Linked DNA regions of Zea mays: all the other regions are linked to region 2. The links are chromatin contacts, called in public Hi-C maps. All regions are on one chromosome and are shown on one strand. The core of a region is the stretch at or near the end of the contact, and the rest is flanking DNA. Distances in the headings are between cores, read along the strand shown.

What was found. Hi-C and Micro-C count contacts between places; a contact is called where the count stands out from the background.
Region 1: a Hi-C map of ear shows a contact between it and region 2, with 2.6 times the contacts expected there. The contact joins two enhancer-like sites. A contact is called at or near these places in 5 of 25 Hi-C or Micro-C datasets (bundle sheath, ear, endosperm and 2 more).
Region 3: a contact with region 2 is called in a Hi-C map of ear, with 2.2 times the contacts expected there. The contact joins the promoter of LOC100278900 here to the enhancer-like site in region 2. A contact is called at or near these places in 2 of 25 Hi-C or Micro-C datasets (ear and leaf).

The regions. Positions count from the first base shown.
Region 1 is chr3:22,743,036-22,747,129 of Zm-B73-REFERENCE-NAM-5.0, forward strand. No RefSeq gene overlaps it. Among protein-coding and RNA genes, the nearest start is that of LOC100275522, 13 kb to the left of the region's middle. Within about 2 kb of position 1,311, at least 19 of the 20 cell types and tissues checked have an H3K27ac peak or open chromatin away from gene starts, as enhancers often do. A contact at or near this core is called in bundle sheath, ear, endosperm and 2 more, where this site is marked.
Region 2 is chr3:22,959,938-22,963,773 of Zm-B73-REFERENCE-NAM-5.0, forward strand. No RefSeq gene overlaps it. Among protein-coding and RNA genes, the nearest start is that of LOC100274910, 39 kb to the right of the region's middle. Within about 2 kb of position 2,209, at least 20 of the 20 cell types and tissues checked have an H3K27ac peak or open chromatin away from gene starts, as enhancers often do. A contact at or near this core is called in bundle sheath, ear, endosperm and 2 more, where this site is marked.
Region 3 is chr3:23,119,761-23,123,797 of Zm-B73-REFERENCE-NAM-5.0, forward strand. LOC100278900 reads left to right here and starts at 1,943. Exons shown (of 1, transcript NM_001152027.1): 1 at 1,943-2,620. The coding sequence starts at 2,017. The coding sequence ends at 2,328.

The DNA of each region.
Region 1 (4,094 bases), core at 61-2,560, 220 kb before region 2:
TGGATGCGCGATCCGTGAGCATGAGGACATCTCGTGACCCGGCCGGCCTTCGCTTTTACGGACCGGCTGGGGACTGGCCGGCTGGCTCATGGTCCTTTGACTTGCATTGCATTAAACAAAGTCTAGTACTACTACTCTACCAGACTGGCAGCTGCTGGAGCCATGGTGGTGGCCCGGTGGGATGGGAGGTGATCGAACGGCCGGTGGGTCAGTGATGATTCGGTCGTTTGTTCGGTTCTTGTCTGAGCTGTTGCCAATCATTAGCGGGCGAACGGGAGTGTTCCGGCGGAGATTGCGCAGCCCTTTTTTCCAGCTAATTTCCCATGCCCGTAGCGGCGGGGAATAGATAGGACTATACAGCTCATCTATAATCTATTGCGGGGACAGCCAGTGCCAGGAAATCATTCTCGGAAGGATCCTGAAGCCAACCACGAGTAGAACAGCATGTCGACCTCCTTGGCATGGCAGAGGAGTATCATCACATCGGCTTATCTTTCGAGGACCGTTCCTTCCGATGAGATGCGGCAGGCAGAGGATAAGCAAAGGGGGTGGGGCCGCACCAGAAACTGATCTTTCGAACCGTACGCACGAGACGGTCGGCATCCATCCTTCCCAGGATCCGGATCATGCCATCCCCATATCCGCGAGACGTCAGGCACAGCCCAAGGTCGTCTGCCGCACGACGACAAACCCGCAGTGTCGGCAAGGCTGGTAGTCACTCTAGTACGAGTGATCACCCCCGCGCCCCGTCGCGTACGGACCCCCGGTTCGGCGCGCCTTGCCAGCGCAAGCAGCCACAAACGGCGCTGTCCAGCTCGCTGCTGCTACGACCGTCTCGTCTGGCGCCGAAAAGGAAATCCCTGGCACGTACCGCGCGCCCCCACTGTCAGGTACGCGGGCCGCTGGGCAGGCACAGGCAGGCAGGCAGCCCACGGGCGCTACGACAGCCGCGGCCGGCTGGCGCGGTCGGGCGCGCCAAAGCTTTCTCGGCTGGCGCGGTGGTGGACCACGGGCCGCGGTCACGTGACGGGTGTGCGGCGGGGATCGGGTACGAGAGGGAGCGCGGCAGTCGGCAGCAAGGCCGCGACGTGGCCGGTGGGGGAGCCACGCGACCAGCCACCTACCTGGGTTGCCGCCCATCCTCTCGTGCGCCGGCCGCCGCCAGTCCGTCACCCTCGGCGACGCTGCCAAGGAGGAAGGAGACGGGTTCTGGGATTGGTGATGGCGACGGGACGGGACAACGCCGCGCGGCCGCAGTGCCAGCCCGTGCAGTACAGACTACAGAGCGCCACGCCGCTCGGGATTGGTTCGGACTCTGGTTGCGGTTGCGTGCGTGGACGGACGGACAGGCCGACCGCTTGGCGTCATGCGAGCCCGGCCCTGCCAGGATCGAAAAGACGGATCGATCGCCTTCACGGTTCACGGATTTATCGTGCGTCAGAAAAAAAAAGAGACGGAAACTGCACGGCCCCTAGTACGTCCCCGCACCCTTCATTCCAATGGAGGAGTAGCAGTTTTCCCCACGGTAAAAAAAAAGATGAAAAACTATCGGACACGCTCGCTCATGCGGCGACAAAATAAACAAGTACAGTACGAGCCTCTGCCCAAGACACGCTGATGCACCCAGGCTGTAAAGATCGGTTTCCGCAGGCAGCTGCACCGCTTTTGAAGCGAGCGTTGATGATGGGTCGTCGCCGACAGGAACTGTACCAATATCAGCCCCGGATCTCGATCGCGGAGACGAAAAGGCTGCTGGGTCAGGTCAGGTCAGGCGCGGCACGCGGGAGGGGAAGCAGGCCTGCGACGTGGTGTGCATGCGCTGCCGCGGCTCGATTTCATTTCATTTCATTACGGTACGGGACGGCGCCTCTTTTCTCGTCACACTTTTTTGTGGACGGATTGGTGTCGTCAGAACGAGGCCCACGACGCACAGTGCAACTGCAGGCCTCGGAGACAGACAGACAGACAGACGGGAGCCCAGTGCAACTGCAGGCCTGGCCTCCGCACTGCGATCATCTCGTGTTGCGAAGGAGGACCCACTGCCCACGCGACGTGACTTTTTTTAAAAAATAAACTGTGGCAAAGGCCTTTTTTCTAGCGGAGCTGCAGAGTCTGGCCGAGGACTGCACGGATTCTGCGGCGATACGATAGCTTTTCGGCGCGCCTCACGCCGGCCCTTGCGCTGTGCGGGATGCAGGCTCGCGCCGAGGGAGCATGGTGCTTGTCAGCGTCTCTTCGTCAGGGTTTAGGCTAGCCGCAGTCGAGAACGGCAAGGCATACGCTATACGGTTCCAGTTGCGAAATGGGCTGCAGCGACAACTCGATATGTTACGCTATCTTCGAGTAGGGCAACTGAAACGCCAAATCTGGAGTTCTGCAGCAGCAGGCTTCCACGCTATACGGCAGCAGCAGCAGGCGTCTGTCGCTGGATAATAGGGTGGGGATAAAAAAGTGTGGGAAAAAATGATAGAATATGGGGTAGTTGGTATAGGATAGATATTTAGGGTGAATATGAACGCGGAGTATTATAAGATAGAGTAGAGAATCTCGCTGACCAGGATGAAATATTCCTTTTAGAGTAGAAATTTAGGGTTCCACGAGTGCGGATAGCCTTACCTGCCCCCACCGTAAACCGGTCGCCACCGATATCTAAGGCTATCCGCACTCGTGGAACCCTAAATTTCTACTATAAAAGGAATATTTTATCCTGGTCAGCGAGATTCTCTACTCTATCCTATAATACTCCGCGTTCATATTCACCCTAAATATCTACTCTATACCAACCACCTCATATTCTATAATTTTTCCCCACACTTTTTTATCCCCACCTGCATGCATCTGCCTCCGTGGCGCCTCTCGTTCTGGCTCTCTCCGTCTGGCCGAGCACGCGAAGATGGATAGAGTTGACGCCGTATAGCGCTGTATATAGCGTTTCCAGGTCCCTACTGCATGATAGCGCATGCGATTGAGTATTTCGCTGCAGCTCGTTTCTGTCATCGAGTTACGCTATCGGTATATAGCGTGGGTGATAGAGTGCCCAGTGCGGGCAGCCTAATCACTCACGATTCGTCCATATAAACCGGTACAGACCAGCTAATTCTAAATTTGAAACATTTTTTTTTTAAAATTCGCTCGATTTGTCACCGATTTGACCATTTAATCGGTTCCATAACTGATAAACCCACAGCAACTATGGCCAAACCGAACCAGTTGTTTTTTTGACACATAAAAGCACATTTAGATGACAACAATTGAATAAGAAATGGTCCAAAGGTTATGGCAACTCCAATAGCGACATTTAGTAGTTCAATACATGGTATAGTTTTATAGTTCACAAATAACGACGAAGATAGAATATACCTTGTCGGTTAAGATCAGGGGCGGACCCAGAACAAAACAAGAGTGAGGGCACACTTATAAGGAGAGACACCAAAATATTAAAGCGAGGGCATCTCAATTAAGCTCAGCAGGAGACTTAATGGTGAAAATCTAGACACTAATACTTGTAACAAAGCAATGAGCGAGGGCCTAGGCCCTCATTCCCTTGTATGTAGGTCCGCCCCTGGTTAAGATTATTTCTATCGTTGCATATTTCATTGATCGTGTGTCATACTATACTCCTCCGATGAGAGCAATATAATACATTGCTCACGTATCAACTCTGGCTTGTACTACGCCCCCAAATCTACGCAACGCGGTTCACGCAGAAGTCGTATCGACAAACCTTGTCTTTGACTGTTAAAATGGAGGGTCCAATATGCTTGCTGTAAGTCTTGGTGTCCTATCCCTATGAACGTGGTTCTACGCTCTCGTCACGTGCGCCGTGATCTTGGGTTCTACGCTCTCGTCACGTGCGCCGTGATTTGGTCTTCTGTAGAGTATTCGTACGGGAACTCCTCTATATAGTTATAAAAGATGTTTGGATATCAATTACTAATTTATTGAGAACTAAATCTAGTAAAACCTATAAAATGTGTTCGAGGTAACATCTCACTCACCAAGACCACCATTACCATCATGATGCTCCCAAAAAGTAGAACGTTCACGTTTCTTGCAATACTTGCATTTGAATTTGGGATATATGTTGTCCTATT
Region 2 (3,836 bases), core at 959-3,458:
AAAATAGTATTGGCATGGTCGTACTCTTTCTCCTGTTCAGGAGTCAGTGGACCCTCAGGTTTGCCTTTACTAACATGGAAGACATTCATAGCAGTAAGCCAGAGCGTGGCCTTGACTTGCCATCTCTTAAAGTGCATACCATTGAACTTTTCTAGCTTCAGCGCGTCGGCAAAAGCAGTTATAGAAAAACTAGAAAATTTTCTACAATAAGGTTTTTGGATCGTTGAGTAATTAGACAAATTCCATATTAAATTTCGAATATAAATCATGACCAAATCAGAAGAATTGAAGTAAAAAGTCAAATCAGATGATGCGTACTGATCAGACATACTGGTTGATGGCGTGGGCCGGAATCAGCAGGGTCGACGAGGTCAGAAGATCACGAGCAGTCGCGTGCGGACGCTTCCCAAAAACCTTATTCACCCTCTCCCAGTGCAGGATCTCGAGGGCGAAGGGTTCCGGAGACCTGCTCTCCTGATCGCAGATACATGTCTGCGGTCGAGATGAAGAGAACTGAAGGCGGCTCAGCTGTGAAGAGAGGCGAAAACGAAAACTGGGATGATTTGGATGCTGGCTGCCAGGCGCCTTTTATAGGGCCGAGTCCGTGACCAGATAGCTACCTTCGATCTTACGTGCCCGCGAAAATCTCGCGTTTAGTTTAGATTTTATAGCGATCGGTTAGGATTCTAAACTTAACAGCCAAGTAACCAAAAATTCAAATGGCAAAAGAAAGCCACGCCCCTGTAAGGCGAGGGGCCGGATTTGGCGAACCATTCACGCGCATGTTAACTAGCTCTACTCCACTAGAACTAGCAATATGGTGCTATTGGTTCCACCATTCCCTAGCCATACACTTATATGGGCTTTTAAGATTTTTCTGGGATTTATTTGAATTTCTCAATTGAGCCTAGCCCATAAATCCTAATTGTCCTATTTTAAAGCAAATATACAAACAACATCAAGGAAAAAATAATCAAACTTGACTACTGTAACCAAAGCTAAAGCACCCCCTAAGTCTAAATATTAGCTCTAGTAATTAATTACTGCATTGATCTTACAGATACAGGTATATATAGAACTATTCAAGGCGTGTTACAAAACGTTTCGGTGACCTCATCCACCTACCTGGCTAAGTGTAACTCCAACAATATTATCTATTTATAGAGACCCATTTCACCATTTACCTACCCAACCAAAAAAACGCAATGCTTCTTCTATTTATCTGTCATTATCTCCAGCAACATTATTACCCATCCCAACACTCACATCGATAACATATCATATTTTTTGTTTCCTCTTCTCATCCTACCAACTTAGATCCGCTTTTTCTCTCTTCTTTTACTCAAACCACACGTAATAGGTCCCCGAGAGAGAAAACCCATATATATTTAGGTTTCCTTCCCCTTGCATCTCAAATGGGTATCTCCTTTAATTTGTGTCACTCTAGCTGGAGAGGTGTAAATATCGGCAGCGATCGGTGAGTATCTATTTTAAGTTTCGGTATCTATTTAGAGGTGCCCCATTAGAGTTAGCCGAGCTGACCTCCTTGACGTCGGTTTCCATGTAGTGATGCACAAATGCCTATCGATAGTAGAATTAACGAATTCCTACTCTCATTTTGACTACTTTATTTGTCATTTGATTCATTCAGGCACTGTGATTATAGACGGTTTTCTGTTTCCTGCGTGCGCTCCCCGACTTTTTTTTTTTGATGATGCATCTTATCTTATCGGCGGCTATACGTGGCGGGGTGAGCTCGCAAATAATAGCACACGTACAGGTACAGAGTACAGACGATGCGTATGCAAATGAGATATATAGCACGAGCGGTCGCTTTCGGGGTCATCGTCATTCTATATACGGCTACACCGAACGCGTAGATCCATGCGGACGTGGTAAAACTGGTATAGGCGCGTCACCGCGGCATGGGCCCTCTCCTTCACGTTAGTAGACACGGGGCGACATGGGAGCGGCTTTGGCCGGCTGGGTTTGGTCTATTTCCCACGGGCCACGGCGCCCCTCTTCACATCGTCACATGCGATGCGAGAGCGAGAGCGAGACGAGAGGTTAACCCCTGTTGAAGGAGGAGGAGGGCCCGCCCGTATCTTTTGCTGTGGTGGATTGGGGGACCACTCACTGACAGCGCGTGCGGCCATCCGCCATAGCCGTGGCTGCGCATGCAGACGGAGCGACGGGACCGCCCTGCTGCTCTGCGACCGGACGCGCGAGCCGAGGACCGGCATTATCCTGTAGTACCTGTTGATGCCGTGCAGTGCAGTGCCGCCTGTACGGTGCAGAATCTGACGGAGTCGTGGCCATGACCCATGGCCCATGGGCGTGGTGCTGTGCTGCTTACTACACGCTACCTGTTGCTCGCCTGTACCACGCACGAGCCAAAAACGGATTCCGTTCGCTCGCAAAAGCATATATCTATCTATACGATCGATCCATGGGATAACTAAAGAAACACCTGTATGGGTCATGGGTGGCTGGGTGCACGAAAACGAACGCCTGTGCTGCGTGGCTGTCTTCCGTGCGTGCCATTCCCCAATCCCCATTTGCCCATGGCCGTGCCAGTGAAATCTCAGTAGCAGTGGAAGCAGGCCGATAGCGCAGTTGTCCTATTAGCCCACTAGCTCAGATGTTGGATCCAGCATCATCCAATAGGCCGATAGCGCTGAATGGCTAGGCCATCCAGGTCACAGCCCAACTGAGGGGAGGGCCGGCCGGGCCCATGGTAGCCGGGGACTATGTAGTAGTAGGATGCGCGGCGGGCCGTCGGAAGGCAACTTGCCCAGCCTCTTGTTTGGAAATGCCCTTACAGCACCCTGAAAAAAAAAAGAGAAGCGGGCAGCCAAGTCAAGTATCACAGCAGGTGAGCCGTGGCATGGGCGCATGGCATTCGCCCACCTGTACCGGTGGCACAATTGCTCATGCAGCAGGGGTATTTGCATCCAGTGGTCATAACGCACGCTAAGTATCATATTGGTTCATTAACTATAGTCAACACCTCGTAAACGGTAATTAAGCCGGATGGACTGGGTCGGTCGGGTAAGGGCATGTACAGTGGAGAGACACCAAAAGGGTTCTCCAAGCACAGGAGACAACTAAGAGACTCTATTGTACAATGGAGTGTCTATAAACGTAGTCTATTAATAAATACAGAATTAAATGTATTTGTATAGCATCAGATCGATAGAACAGACGACAAATTCGTACAGTGGGAAGTGAGGCGTCTGTTGTTACTTGGTTTACGAGCCAGAGGCGTCTCTTCACGGAGAGACGGCTCTAAGATTTTTTTGCAAATAACCCCCTAAAACACCTTAAGAGCCCCCACATTAAACATCACTGTACATGCCCTAAGAGGGGAAGGAGGCGAACATTGCGACTGCTCGTATTGTCCGGACTCATGCGTGCGGGCACGCTAGGCCGAGTTCAGCTCTGCGTAATAAAAGTGTCTAGGTAGCAGCCTCACGCGGCCGCGTCATGACCGAAGAGAGTGGATGGATGTTGACGTCGTATGCTTCACCGTCACGCTGCTGGTGCTGGAATAAAAGTGCCATTCATTCACCTAATTAAACGTCACTTCCTCAAAGAAAAAAAAAAGAAAGAATAGTAGTAAAGGAGCGACGGGGCAACTGAGACATGGCCTTAGTTAAATAGAATGCTGTTTGGTTCGCAGTTTTTAGACCCTCGTAACCGCTCGCACCACTATGCTCTCTCCGTTTGGGTGGATTCGTTCCTCGAAAGCACTATCCAATCTCATAAGCTACACGTCAATAAACAAACAAAGTCCGTTTCCTATTACAATGCAGTTCCTCTGAGGTTACCGTTGC
Region 3 (4,037 bases), core at 693-3,192, 160 kb after region 2:
GAATGTAGGTTTGGAGTCAATAACCACAATTCAAATCCTCATTTCTGCATAATTTTAGCTTTTTTCGGAAGCAAAAGGGTAACACATGACATTGGTGGAACGATAGGAAATGATGCTAGATGATATACTTCTTGTGTTCTTAAATATAAGCTATATCTAAGATTTTAACATCATCCTAAATTAGATACTTCCTGTCATATGTGCCCATCTGTGTCAAATTAAAGGTCGAAGTATCTGGATAGTTCGACTCTATCAACATGTGCACATCTTTTAAACCATCAATGTATGCCTTTGCACAAATGTCTTTTATAATCGGTAGTCAAAGCAATGACATGCCTTTTCGAACTATTCCTTCCTAGATAATTAAGCAAGTTGACAATCAAAATAATGCTAGTTGGTAAGGAATAAACGAGTATTCAGCTAGATTCCTTATTATGTGGTTATAAATCTGTCCGTATATCTTGTATTTAAGATGTTGTAGTTCATACACAGTCAAATTAAAAAAAACATTGTTACTTAATTGAGAGTAGAAGGAGCATTGAACTAATGCTGGAAGGACAATAAAACCGGTCTCGTTTCATAACAGTTTTATGTCATTAAATAGGTTGACATGGTACGGTATAGGATATGTGAGGAGAGAGAGATAATGAAGTTTCATGGGATGAAAATGAGTTTTATAGGATTAAAACTCACCTAAATTCAGAGACGTAGTCATGATTTTTATTTAGAGGGGCCAAGACATGTAACTATAGTTATAATGTGAATAAATAGAATATATGTATATATACAATATGCAATAGTCACTAGTCATAACAATTAACACATATATACACTAAATATATAGTAAATATTAACTTTTTATGAGCTAACTCTTTTATTTTAGCCATAGATATAAACTACAAAACAATTTTTCTTTTTTGTTAGGCCCGCTAGCCACCCTATCTACGCCACTACGTACCGACATTGTTTGCAATGCATAAAGCTTTAGAAACTAAAACATGAAACCTTCCACTGATAAGGTTCTCTCTTAGTTACTAAGGTCCTGTTCCAAACCTATTAGTTCAGCTTAGAATGAGTGAGCTAACGAATCAGCTAATTGGTAGTTATATATCTCAAATAGCTATTAGTTGCTAGCTGTTCCAACCCAACTAAAATCCGCTAACAACTTATTAGGTAACTAATAATTAGTTCTAGAGGTTTGGAACGGGACCTAAATAAGTCAATTACTAAAGTTATTTAAGTTATCTTATGGTACCAAATTAGCTAGTACCATTGAAAACACCACAAACTATATTTTGATATTGTACTTATTTGGTATCAAATATTCGTTTATTATTATTATTTTTGGTTAAGACAACTTTAGGAATTGGTTTATTTATTAGGAACAGAGGAAGAGGAAGACAGTAAGTAGTACTCTCTCCGTTTCTGATAGTTCGATTTTGCACTATCCAGCGACAACTAAAACGAAACGGAGGTAGTATTATTTATAATTACATTTGGAGAAAGGAGGAGTCGTCGTTGCACCAGAAGATCGAGGTGGTCCTGGAGATCTGGACTGGTGGATGGTTCCTGTATCTTGTTAAGACGCAGTCAGGCATGCATTGACCTATATAACCAGATACTTAACTGTGTAGGAACTTAATTTACAAGCGTGTTTTCTAGTTGGGCGTGACCAGGATCAGCAGGCCGGTACGCCCTCTGAAAGAGAGAGAAAGAAAGAAAGAAACAGACGACACCACGTCGTCACTTTCTCATACTAGTAGCCTGTACTAGTATATGATACTACCGAGCAAGTCCTCTTGGAGCGCTAGCTTGAGGCGGCATTACTCCTTGATTCCCGCTGCCCGCGCACATTATTTTGTATCGGTGCGGAGAAACGGAATGGCCATCAGCGGCGTGCAGGCGCAGCTGTTTTGCAGCTAATCCTTCTTCCTTCTTCCTCCTTCCTCCTGCTCCTCTCTCTGTCTCTGTCTCTCCCTTGCAGAGCTGGCTGAGAAAGAGCTAGCACAAACGTCGATGCAAGCGACGAATAAGAGACCGCAGAGAAGATACCCTGTGGCACCCATCGTCATGTGCCTGGTCCTGGCGTGGGCATCATGCCTCCACGGCGACGACACTAAATTATTAGCGGCCGCGGTTCCATTGCCGCGGCGTCCAGCAGCAACAAGCAGCGTGGCCGCCGCAGGGGGGATGCCCGTCGTCGTGGGCTACCGCCCGAGACCTCAAGCAGGCGCCGCCGCCGGCCGCTCAGCACCGCGTTCCACCGCCTGGATCGGAGACGACAAGCGCCAGATTCCAAGCTGTCCCGACGCTCTCCACAACAGGTAGGGTCGAAATCCAAGCACCCTGGCCTGGCCTGGCCTACCCCGTGCCCGTGGTAACCACTGCTTAATTAGAAGAGAGAGTGTGTGTGTGCGCGCGTCGCTATGTGTTTTGGTTGAATTAGTTCAAAAGTATCGTCATCTTACAAAGCTGCTGCAACAGTATGCAACGCTGAAGATCGGTGAGCAGAACCACGGTGGCTAGCTCGATCTCTTGTGCATCTCGCATTATGAAAAAAAGTGTGTCTTTCTGCGTTGTTTGATTCAATTTGTACATGTTCCGCCGGGAGATACTTTCACTTGTAGTAGCCATATATTTGCATGAGCTCAGGTTATCCACCACCACTGGGTGGGTGTTTTAGCTCAGTTGACATTATTGTCCACTGCAGCATGAATCCAAGATGAAGCTTTCGCACATGGTGCTATCGATCGTACGTTCTGTGTCTGTCTAGCTCTAGAGCGGTTACGTATCGTCAATGGTTAAGGTAGTGTTGGAACGGTTGGGACGATGGAGCAGCTCATTAATAGGAGTGGCTCCGTCCGAAAGATTTGAGGGAGCATGATGGTTTAGGATTTGAATATAACTTTTCAAGATCACTTTTTGTTCTCCATAGAACTAATTCAAACATCAATAAATTAGAAGCGGAGCGACTCATCTCACTATACTCTGAAACCAAACACTAACTAAAATACGTGTGTGCGGACCAGTATATTACGCATACTTATTTCACTGGGACAAGTCTTTAGCCAATAATTACTTTGTTAGTACTCCTACATATATAGTTTTTATTTGTATAAAAAACTCTTGCCTCATGCTTTTGAACCACACTGCTAGGACGAGCCTTTACACAGTATTCACGACGACATTCTGGAAATATTTTATTGACGAGTGGATCTGGTCACTGGCTCCAAAAGCTTCCTTTGGAGAGCCAGTAGCTGATGAGCTGCCACACAGACATTGACGCTCGATCTGAAACAGAAGTAGATTGGTGTTAATGCAAGCTGTATTGTGGTTGTGGACTCGATCGGTGGCCACGGCGGGTGTGGGCGTGGGCCTTGAGTTCAGTGGAGTTTGGGGTTCCTACAAAGAAGAGGCCATCATTTGCATCTTCGGAAGAAAAGAACCCTTTCTGGCGACCCGGTTCTGTTTGTTTGTTTGTTCGTTGGTTCGTTCTCATCCTCCTCTCAGAGCAGGCGCGCGCGCGGGATCCATCAACCATCATGTTGTTGTGGTCTCTAGCGCGCTTGTGTCTGCTTGCATGTTACTCGGGCGACTGTTGCTCACATGTACAAGGAACACCGCGTGCTTTGGACGGTGCTCTTAAATTGAGCGTCACTCAACTGCGGCCGCTGTCTTCTTGCACGGGAGCAATCGTGGACAGAACGATGTGAAGTTTCAGTGCCACGCCTGTAGGCTGGCTGGCCTTGATCGATCGGAGTTCTACGCTTAGGTACTGGTGCCAGCTGCCAGAGAGCAGCTGTTAGCTAGCTAGTACTAGTAGCTACCGTGCCATCTGTTTTCAACGCAAGCCGCAGTGTTTTCGCCAAGCGGCGACAGGCGGCTATCGCGTCTTGCGTTGGACCACCATGTTTCTTATCTTATTGCGTGCTGTCTCTGAATCTCTGAATCTAGAAACAGGTGCGGCTTCCGATAACAGAAAGGAACGCGGTGGTGCCTTTTGCAACTAGTGTCGCACACGCTTTTCTACTGCTAGT